Linked DNA regions of Drosophila melanogaster: all the other regions are linked to region 2. Evidence: chromatin contacts called from public Hi-C data. All regions are on one chromosome and are shown on one strand. The core of a region is the stretch at or near the end of the contact, and the rest is flanking DNA. Distances in the headings are between cores, read along the strand shown.

Region 1 (3,601 bases), core at 606-3,105, 140 kb after region 2:
CTCTCCGATCGACGTGGCCACCAGAACGTTGCTAGTGCCGGATCGAAAGTCGGTCATTATCTGCAGCTGCTGTTTCTGGGTGAGAGCATAGCTTGCTCCAACTGTGCTGCCCTGGCCAACAAAACAGCGCGGACGGAGCACCGGTCTGTGTTGAAGGAGTAGCCGGTGAATCAGCATTACGGATTCACGGTACTCGCAGAAAACAATGGCGCGGGAATCGGGGTTTGCCTATTAAAGAAAACATTTATATTAACAAGGGAATATGTTTATCGGTTTCATGAAAATTATATGAAAACTTCTTTTTTTTTGATTTTTTGCCCCTACCTGAAAGTGTTGCACCAACACCTGTCGCAACTTCTCATATTTGGCATGTCCAAAGTCTAGATCAGATGGCAAAGGCGGCACTTCTCCATTCGTCATGGCATGCGTGGTGTAATCTAGGGGATTGGCACCGAGTTCTTGGCGGACCTGCTCCACCAAATTCCTTAGATTACCATCTCTGGCCAGTACAAATTTCTCTCGCCCGTCGTCGTCTGCATCGAAATTGTTCACGAAGACGCGAAGACCGTGACGCTCCATTAGGTCCAGCGAGTGGTACATGCTGATGCACATGGCGAAGTTGCCCATTATTATGTTGTGATCCGGATGCCGCTGGCCTTGCGCCGATCGTTCGACGAAGCTTTTCTGCTCAAAGAGCAAACTATTTCTGCTCACGGTTCCCTTGTTGCCTTTAAAAATCTCAGCTTCCATAAGCTGGCGTAGGTATGGTTCGATGATCTGCAGCAATCGTTCTCTCGGCTCCTTGATTCTCTCCTTCAGGGAGACCACTATGGTTCGAATCGTCCGCCTGTGTATGTAGGGCTGCACGTCGATCGAGGTGTCCCAGCGCACTTGCAGATTGGAAATGTATAGGTTTCGGCACACAGCTGCCACATCCTCCATGGTTCTTCCTGGTGTAGCGGACAGGGCAAGCATCCGGAAATACCTGTTACGTGCCATCAGACAGTCGGCCACTTGGGTGTAGGCATAGCGACCTTTGGCCCGGTGCGCCTCATCCACCACTATCAACTTGATGGACCCAAAGGGAAAGCTGCATTCGCCATCAGCTTCCAGCATGTCTGAGTGCACCACCTGCGGCGTAGCGAAGAAGACCCGCTTGGAGGCCCACAGCTCAGCTCGTTTGGGTCGAGGAAGTTGGCCTGGAATAAAAATGGGACTGGAGCTTATTTTTTGGATTCAGGACTTGTAAGGCAGTCGGCACATCCAGGTTCTTTTAGTCATATAACCCGGTAAGCATTTGTAAATAAGTCTTCACATTTGAACTCACCTGTTAGCTGCACCGTGTCTTCAGATGGAAAGGGCATGATCTTCTGGGATGCGTGGATCTGCTGCGAGACCAGGGGCCTTGTGGGTGCCATGAACACAATCTTTCCCTTTGGATACCACCTGTAAAAGTTGTACATAACCACCGCCGCAATGAAGGTCTTTCCCAATCCCGTGGGCAACACCACCAGGGTGTTTTTGAACAGCGCCGATTGGACGATGGTTTGTTGATAGGATCGTAGGGGCAGGTTGTTTGGATAAATCCAGTTGTGTCCTGTGGCCATATCGAAACCATCGCAGGCTTCGTCGCAATGTTCCCAACGTGTTCCATCGGCATCCTGAGGATCCAAACTGTGAGAGACTCTGCGCTCGCAGGAGTAAATACAAGTAAATACCTCGCTCTTCTGCTCTTCGTGCATAGCCAAGGCCGCCACTAGGTCTTCGTCATCGTCCATCCAATTCACATCCATGATAGCAGCAATCTTTTGATAACAACTACTGCACGACGATCTACATTTTGTTTTGAAAGTGTTTACATTGCTTTACATTGTGTTTATAACATAACATTCCGTTAGGGATGAGCTAATCATTTTAGGTGGCGCTGTTGGAGTATATCGATCACACAAATCGTGACATGAAAACTAATTTTAGTCTGTAAAACCCTCTAAATATAGGGTAATAAGTAAAAATAAATACAATTCTCAAAAATTGTTAACTGTCTAAGCAAGCTTGAAGCGGCTTCTTATAGCGCGGATTTGCTAAGCCATTAAACAGTGCTCTAAAATGGTGCCAAATACGAGAGTGGCAGCACTGCTCCAGATGGCGCCACTGTGTATATGTTTGCCAAACACTTAAATTCAAATAAAAGCGCGCCAATTTTAAACAGTGACTAAGTTGATTTTAGAGAATAAAGATAAATGAGTGATCAAATGGCAATAGTTTACATTAATTAAAAGAGCTCTTGTATGATTTCCCTTAATCAGTATCATATCGGTGAAAAGTATTGCTAAAATGCCGAAATCCTTACGAAAACGCAGACCCCACAATCTGCCCGGAAATGTCAAGCCCCATTTAATGTCGCCAGTTCGTAATTGGGCGAATACACACTGCGTACTTACAGATTGCCCGAGTACTTTTCGCGATATTTCTGTCGTAGATGTTCTGATTGTCTTAAATTAGGCGCTTCCAACGAACGTTCTTATTTGCTTTTATTTCCCCAACGAAAAGGCTTGGTATCAAAAGAAAAGCAGTACGGGTAGATACAATTAAACTGGTAGCAGCATTAGGATATTTAACAAATACCTTTTAATGAATTGATTAATTAATGGAATGGAACTGAATTTTTAATTTTTAATGTATAAGCCGAATAATATAATTGAAATAATATACTTCCCATGCTGACTAAACTCAACCTTAATTTCTGAAGTTATTCCACAAATCCTTGCCCCTGCTGCTGATGAGGGAAAATGATAATTAGCAAGCACATACATACACTTGGCCAAGTTTGACGGAAAAACATACGTAAATAGTCACAATCTCATTTCAAAATCTTCACCTAATGAGCATTGACCGTGTGTGGGGGAATCTGAGTCCGAGAGCTGGATGTCATGGCCCACTCCCGCGGAAAAGCACGGGCACCGGAGAACGCTCACAAAATGTAATTATATCGCATTATTTGTCATTCCGAGCAAATGAATTGAAACAAATTTAGTGTGACAAATGAATTGTTCACTTATGTATGTAAGTTCGTGTGTTTGCTCGTAGTGGGGGGCTGGGGCTGGGGGAGGGGCACCCCATTCGGCAGCCACCGTGAGCTGGGACAGAAATACCCGGGCACACGGGTACACGGGACACACTCAATTTGCTGGCTCTCTAGTCAATTTCATTTCATTTGCATGAAGTTCTCCCTCTCTTCGGGGCTCCCTCCTCATATAGACAATATACATGAATATATGAATGTACATATCTCGGTGTGCGTGCTATCTGTGGGATATCTGTATGTATCTGTGGGCCATGGGCACTACGCCTTTTGCCTAATTCGGCTTTATGAGCCATGTCTAATTACCAAATGAATTGTGCAATTATTTATTTTTGTTTATTAATTGGCTGCCGCTTTAATGAGCCTAATGACCAGATATCTGAGCGTAGATTCGAGTGTCCTATGGGCACATGTGATGAGTCACAGGTTATTGCGATGCCCTGCCCGACATGGCCAACATAAATGTCATGACTTATGCGCTGTGCTGCGAGTGCTGCGTTGCGATGCGGTTGCCATACC
Region 2 (3,731 bases), core at 108-2,607:
GCCCAATAGCAGTTTATTCATAGAAGCCAAATCATCCCACAAAACAAACAACCAACCACTTAACAGAGTCAACTACAAGTACATAAATAATTATTTAAACTCTCTCCTAGTAGTTATATATTTAACTAAACGATAGATAAAAGCAACAAACAAATGCAAATCATACAATTGTAAAAAAAAATCAATAAATAAACGAAGGAGAACCGCAACAAGCCGAAACCACTGTATAATTGTACGTTTAATTTTTATAAGAGAAAACACACTTGTTAGGTACTTTTCTTTCTTTCCAAAAACAAACACATGAAAAAAAGAGAAAATAAATATTACAAAAACGAAGGAAACTTTAAAATAAACAAAATAAATTTTTAAAACCGAATGTCTACTGTTTCAATTAAACTGAATATTTAAGTTTTTCAAGCCGAATTTAAATAAGGTGAAGTTTGCCATGGTCACAAGAAGTGTTTTTTGCTAACTTCTTTTTTAACTAAGCAATTTTGAATCATCATTTGAATGTTTTTGGTAAATATTATTTTTTATATTAATTATTTTTAATAAAGTATAAAGACTGTACTGTTTTATGCATCTTTTCAAAGATTTTTTTAAACACCAAGTTGAATTTTAAATATGTGATCCATTCCTTGGATTTTGATCATTTTACCCATGAGTAGTTAGCAGACTTGTCTGCATGTTTTAAAACGCCCGCCAACTGGGAAAGCAGTGCATTTTAATGCGCCCGCCAACTCGGAAAGCAGTAAAACGTAGCACTGCTTGCAATTTACGATATTCAAGTATGGCGCACTATCTTTAAACTTGAAACTTGCGTTTCTAAAAGCCAAACCCCAAAAAGCAGATCCTAGCGAAATATTTAAAATTGGTTTAAATTGGTTTTACAGCAGCTCCTAGTATTTGTAGTTAGTTAGTATTTATCACCTAGGCGGGGAGTTCAAGGAAATGATTATGCTTGATTGCATGGAAAGTAGATGCTCTTGGACAATGATTACATAAAAATATTTCCTATGTCATTAAGAAATCGACACAATAATAGCGCCATTATTTTATTATATTTTCTAAATTTTTCGAAAAAAAAGTGATCCAGAATGTAATATTTGCTAATGACATTATGCTCATATAAAAGTTTTTACAAATGGAATATCCGTTTTTAGTGCGCGAGGATTCAGTATTGGGCTTCATGGCGTGTTGGTAAACGAAGAGCTCTGCTATAGGTGGCGCGCTAGTGTAACAGCCGGCACTAACAGAGTTCTGTAAGCGGTCAAAAGACAGAGTTCGAAAACGACCGAACAGAGTTGGAAAACGCGCTAAACCGAAAATCGCGTATACAACAAGGGTAACGGCTGGCAGTGTTTCACGCGATTTCGAAACGTTGAGATCGTTGCCGCGGTCGCCGTGAATTGGAATTGTGAGTGTGTTCGTCGTGCGGAAAATCATCGCTGTCAAATAGAGGCCACAGTGAATTGCCGATACCTAATACTGTGCAAGGCGAAATTATGTGCCCCAGCATTTCGTGAATGAAAAGTGCGAAAATACAAAATACAGAGCAATAGTGCGAGGTCGGTGGAGTTCGAATTAAAGAAATTCCACGAAATACAAGTGCGGGCGATTCTCGTGTGCTGGCGAGAGTGCGGCTTGTCCGGGTGTGTGAGTAAAATTCACGGTAAATAAATAAATAAAATTTGTGTACACACACATACACACACACACGCGCGCTCTCCTATTATTTATATATACACAGCATGTTGTGAAGTTGCGGCGCAAAAAGAAAGCACGCGAATAAAACATAAGAAAATTTAATTACGCCTGCGTCTGGGAAAGTGCGTCGTTCTATTTTGAAATCGATACCAAAATAAAATACAAATAGAAATAAAAATCAAAAATTAGGTGACACAACAACAACTAGATCAACAATGCACGACAACAAAACCGTTGCAAAGGGGTATGTAACAAAAACAACAAATAATAATAAAATGAATAATAGTAGTGAGAACGTAACTAGGAAAATACTCGTGAAATTACTACGCAGCAGCAATTTATGCCAAGTTGTTTTTGCTCTCCTCCTCCTCCTCTCTCCGCCCGGTTCCTCTTGTTCCTTTTGTTGTTGTTCCATATCTATCATATCTTGGGCTGTTGTTGTTCTTCTTCTTCGCACACCGCTTTACGTCTCCGTTTTGTGAATGAGCGGCGCAGCCAACATTGTTCTCTTTTTCTCTCTCTCTCTGTCTCTCTGTCGTGCGGAGAGCGGCTGCGCGAAGAGAGGCGGAAAAGAAATGAAAGAATTTCGATTGCTGCCGGTTTTTGTTTTATTATTGTTGTTGTTGTTGTGCTGGTTTATTTTTTATTGTTGCACGCATTTTGAAAAGTGGTACAGATAAGTTTTCCATTGCATTAAATTAAGCCAGCACTAAAAGAGTAACTAACATTATTATTAAAAATAGTATTTCATGAAATTACTTAGTACTATTGCTAAAGACTGTCTCCTTATTGTCCTTGGTAAGTTTTAAAATTAATCATACAAGCGTCAATAAGAGCTATTCAATAGAATTTTATTAAATATTTATAGAATTAGTATAAATTATTAAAAAAAACAAAACAATAAACTTCAAAGAAGTGTCTTAGTCGACTTCCATTAAACACCCATACATTTTTCCTTAAAAGGCGCTTTAATATGTATGTTGCTCTCACCCCCTCTTCAGGACCACCTGCAAAACTCAATTTTTTATTTAATATTTCAAAAATAAAATTGAACTCACCTGTTGACTTGTCATGATTTTCAAACCTTTATAATTCTAAAGTTATACTTTGGAAAATGTGTTGTTTTTTAATGTATGGTGGACACCACACTTTCAGCGGTTGTCAAAAAGTCATGACAGTGCTGTTTTTTATTTTATTTTGGAGCTCGTAATTAGAGTGACCAAAATGCTGAGTAAACCAGCCAAATATATCCAGTACAATTTTAAAGCTCTCACTTGCTAAAACAAATCCCAAAAAGTTGATCAAACTATTTGCTCAAACTGTGACCTTATAAATCGGGTTTCTTTTTATCTTTAAGGTATATGTATAAGATATCCATTAAATTTAGTTTAATGGAGACTTTGTAAAAACGTTTGGAGCTTCTACAATGTTTTCATTTTATAAACATTAATTATTTAATGCCAACTTAAGCAGGTTGAGACTTTAATGACTTAAGTTGACATTAAAAGTGGGATATCCCTTTAAAAGAACGAGATAAAGATACACCCACGATTTACGGGCTTTTGATTTTGTGTTGTATCCGCAACGGAAGCAGATCAATAGATCGGGGGTCTGTGGGTGTACTGAAATAGTGATAAATGGGAAGATATTTCCCAAATAACTGGCGTGGAGATATTACGGGTAAGTGGTTTTGTGGGCGGGAAGGTGGAAAATGGGGAAATGTGGGGATGGGTCCGCTTGCTAATTAAAAAGCATAAGCACTAATTGGCGTGCCGCTGCGCTTGTTGTTGCTATTTGCGTTGCCGTTGAACTGCCCACTTGCTGTGCTCTTATTATATTCGCGTTATTATTGTATAATAAGAGAGAAATGCCATAAAAAATTGGGAGGTTGGGTTAAAACAACAGGCAAAACCGAAGTAGAAAAAAAAAACACCAGAGAATTGCGCATTTTTGTATTAATCATGCTATATTTTTGACGAGGCCCGAAGAATGTTGGCCAATGTATTTGTATTTGTGCGTAATTT
Region 3 (3,671 bases), core at 265-2,764, 210 kb after region 2:
CTATCAGCAATCTCGCGTGTTTTTAAAAATGTAAGTTTATCATTAAGTAATCTATCTAAATTCTGATTCAGATTAGATGTATTACGTAAAACGGTATCGTAGCTATATGTGTAGTTATATCAGTACAATATTGACGGATTCATAATACGGCCAGATGGTCATGGCCAGATTGATTCGGGGAGTAATTACGACCAAGAACAAGTTCAATGTGTTGGAAACGCTCCCTTTACCTTTTACAACGAATGTAATATACCCTATTCTACTACTAGCAAGAGGAATATGGAGGTGGACAATACAAGAGGATATACCCGGTAGTCAGTTGATGACTGTGCGAGCGCAATGTGCAAGCAGTGCATCAACTGCTTCGACAAGCAGCGCATCAACTGCTTCGGCAAGCAGCAAGAGAACTGCTTTAGAGATAGCACTCGAGCTCCACCTAGTGGTGAGGCTATTATTTACCGATTTCTTTTAATTTCAATAAGGTATATGTAGGATAATATTAATAATACAACCTATTCTTGACGAAAAGTTTTCATCTTCAGAAAGATCAGAGCATTTTTAAAATGTACCTTTTCCGTAATTAGAACATTTGTCTAATCACATCACAAGAACAAAGGAATTAAGCATTTCTTTAATTTTTTGTTTATTAATAAATTAACAAAAGTAATTTGTTGTTGCAGAAAAATTAACCCTCCACCAAAACCTTTGTTGAGAAACAATAAAATCATAATCATTATTAGGTTTAAACGAATTCAGAGAAATAGGTCCATGACGATTAGGCATTTACAATGTCACCGACGATTTCCATGCAAATGTCCCTATCACGCTTAACTCCGGCTTTGTCAATGGCAGTAAATATAAGAACGGCCTTGTGCCGCCCCACATTCAGGGGAACTGCATAGCTGAATGATATTTTCAGGAGATAGGGCTCCCACAGCAAAATTGCCTAGAAAAAAGGAATTTAAATGTATGTAAATGGATTGAGTTATAGTGGATTAAGTGGTGTATATCTTTACTCCTGGAGTGGTAATGCATTTTTCCTTCGCTTCCTTCTTGTTAACCACGTGTTTTGTCGAATAGGAGTAATAAAGAGTGTTCTTGTCGTAAAAGGACTTGCAAAAGTCCTTAACATTCCCTTTAATTATTGTTGGTATCCACTTATCTCCTTCAAACTTCAGTATGCTAACATCAATCTGAAAATCAGTTAGTTGGGGAGGAAGTTTATTTATTTAAATGCATTAAAGCCTCTCACCTCGACGACATCCGATGGATCCACATCCCATATTGTTGTTATGTTTCCTGATATATTAACTCCACCAGGACCTCGTTTGCGACTGAAGTTGGATAAATCCACGAATGCATCCAAATAGCCCATTTCTGGCTTATCCTCGCACTTACTTAGTAAATCATCTTTAATGGGCACAAAATCGTGGCTCATTTCAAATGACCGACCAATAATTTGGAAGAAAATCAGCAACGTGCATAATACTGAAGTTTCGCACCCCATATTTCACTTTTTTAGTAATTTGATTTTGCGTCTCGCTTAACCTTAAATAGCACTCAAGCGACACACGTGAAATATATAAAAATGCCAATAATTATTATTTGACACGCGTATGATATGAATCTACAAGGAAGATATGGGTTTTTTTCATTAATCTGATCTTTAAATGTATAGTCACACTATATTAGCCATCATAATGTTTGCACGTTCCTAATTAATGATATATAATTATAATTGTACTTTCCATTCATTTCATCTATGTACATGTAAGCCGCTAGTGAAACGAACGATTCTGACTAGTAATAACATATTTTCAACAGTGGGGTTAGATAAACATCAAATGTATTTATCCATGGCAATACCTTCACATGTCACTGGTCATTTCATTTGAAAGGCGCGCCGTTTCGTACAGTATACCAGTATGCCATACAAAGAAAGTTTTTCATATTTTACATTTTTTTTACTGTCAATATCTTAAGCTATTTCTACACCGACATATTCGATTGTAGTCGATAATAAAGTATTCTGTGATATTATCGATACACATCCCTTCAAAATAGGCTGCGAAAATACTAAAAACATAGCAGAGATTAGCGCGCAATTCTTTTTCAAATTGCGATGTATTAAATTAAAAATTGCAGTCATACACTGTGGCGAAAAATACTAGCACCAATAAAAAAAAAGCGTTTCCTCTGAAAATTAATAAAAGCTAAAGACCTAACCACTAAAAGTATATAAATAAAAAGCACCACTGAAGTTTCTTTGATAGCAGTATTATTTCTCCCAAAGTAATAAAAAATTATTAAAATTGTATAGTGTTTTTTGTACACATTTTTTTTTTGGGAGTGTATATTGAGTTTGTCCGTTGAATAAGTAAATCACCAGTTGGTTGTCAAATTCGTAAATCGAGAGTCGGGAATGAAATCTTCAACAGAAGTTACATGACGCAAGCCACAAAAGCCGCAATGGTTTTTGAGATTTCAGGCCTGAGATCTGATGCATCCTCGGACATTTTAATCAACTTGTTATTGATCACCCTAAAGTCATCCGCATAGATAAAGAGCGTCTCCTCCAGTCTGCCCAGAACCCACTGGAACCAGTAATGCTCCTCTGTTCCCTCGTCTGCAAACGGAGCACCGCAAAGAGTCTTCACAAAACGCTGCACAATGGTGAACAGAATGCCTTTGACTACAGGATCGCATGCACTTGGATCATCGACATCCACGACTTCGATCTTTTGTTGGACACGCTTCAGGTGGCGGAGAGCGGAGTGGAGCAGCTCCCAAATGTATATCTTGGTGAGCTCCTTGCGCATCGATGGGCCGAAGATCCAACGCACAACGCTAATGGGCTCAATTATCAACCCCGTGACCAGCTTTTCGGTCACCACAAATTTGTACTGATCGCTGGCGACCCACACATCGAAGATTCCGTTCAAGACCGCGGCCTGCCTCTCTGGATCTCCTGCAACCAAATCCTAAAAACAAAATGGAAACGTAAATGATATAGAAATTGATGAAGAAGAGGGTATAGTAAATATAACTTAATACGAATCAACAAACTCACCTTGAAGACAGAGTGATATTTTCGAAGTATCCCGAAAGTGTGGCTAAATGATTTGGATCCCAGATGAAGACAGTTCTGGGTGAACACGTTGATCTTGAGCAGCGGACCGATTCCCGTGCTGGATTTAATAATTTCAGAGATCATTTCGGGGCTTGCTTGCGGGCTGCGCATCGCCTCCAGCAGATCCTTGGACAAAATGGCACCAGGAAGGGTTTCGTCGACAAACTTGAAGTGCGGCAGTACCGGCGGCGGAAGAAAATCGGCCAGTATATCCGGCACTACATCTTTAATTCTTTGGTGGTACGAAAGTCTAATTATTGGAAGATAAAGTAGTATGTATTTCATATTATTGGCAACTGAAAACAGAAATGTTACGCACCTGAAGCACTTCTTGAGCAATTCCCTCAGGAAAACCACCTTTGGCTGCAGATTGGTGGCACTCGGATCGATTGGCGATGGAAGACCCTGAGCCCACTTGCTCCACTGGCAGTTAAACCCGAAGTTGCTGATGTGATGCGACACCCAGTTGACCAGGCGGTCGAAGCAAGCTACGCTCATGGAGTTCAGTCGATTATAGATTATATCCAAGGCCTGGGCCACC

What was found. Hi-C and Micro-C count contacts between places; a contact is called where the count stands out from the background.
Region 1: a contact with region 2 is called in a Hi-C map of the Kc167 cell line, with 2.1 times the contacts expected there. A contact is called at or near these places in 5 of 107 Hi-C or Micro-C datasets (the D17-c3 cell line, the Kc167 cell line, embryo and 1 more).
Region 3: a contact with region 2 is called in a Hi-C map of the Kc167 cell line, with 2.6 times the contacts expected there. A contact is called at or near these places in 4 of 107 Hi-C or Micro-C datasets (the Kc167 cell line, embryo and syncytial blastoderm embryo).

What each region holds. Positions count from the first base shown.
Region 1 is chr3R:21,480,579-21,484,179 of dm6, reverse strand. Fancm (Fanconi anemia group M helicase) reads right to left here and starts at 1,855. Exons shown (of 6, transcript NM_001275877.1): 1 at 1,719-1,855; 2 at 1,328-1,661; 3 at 325-1,199; 4 at 1-228. The coding sequence starts at 1,793.
Region 2 is chr3R:21,616,947-21,620,677 of dm6, reverse strand. It overlaps InR (Insulin-like receptor), which reads left to right and starts at 1,357. Exons shown (of 13, transcript NM_001144621.3): 1 at 1,357-1,656. E2f1 (E2F transcription factor 1) reads left to right here. Exons shown (of 8, transcript NM_001300526.1): 8 at 1-374.
Region 3 is chr3R:21,405,288-21,408,958 of dm6, reverse strand. CheB93a (Chemosensory protein B 93a) reads right to left here and starts at 1,514. Exons shown (of 3, transcript NM_142713.3): 1 at 1,253-1,514; 2 at 1,017-1,193; 3 at 635-946. The coding sequence starts at 1,507. The coding sequence ends at 776. It overlaps CG7907, which reads right to left. Exons shown (of 4, transcript NM_001104391.3): 2 at 3,450-3,671; 3 at 3,071-3,380; 4 at 2,269-2,981. The coding sequence ends at 2,442.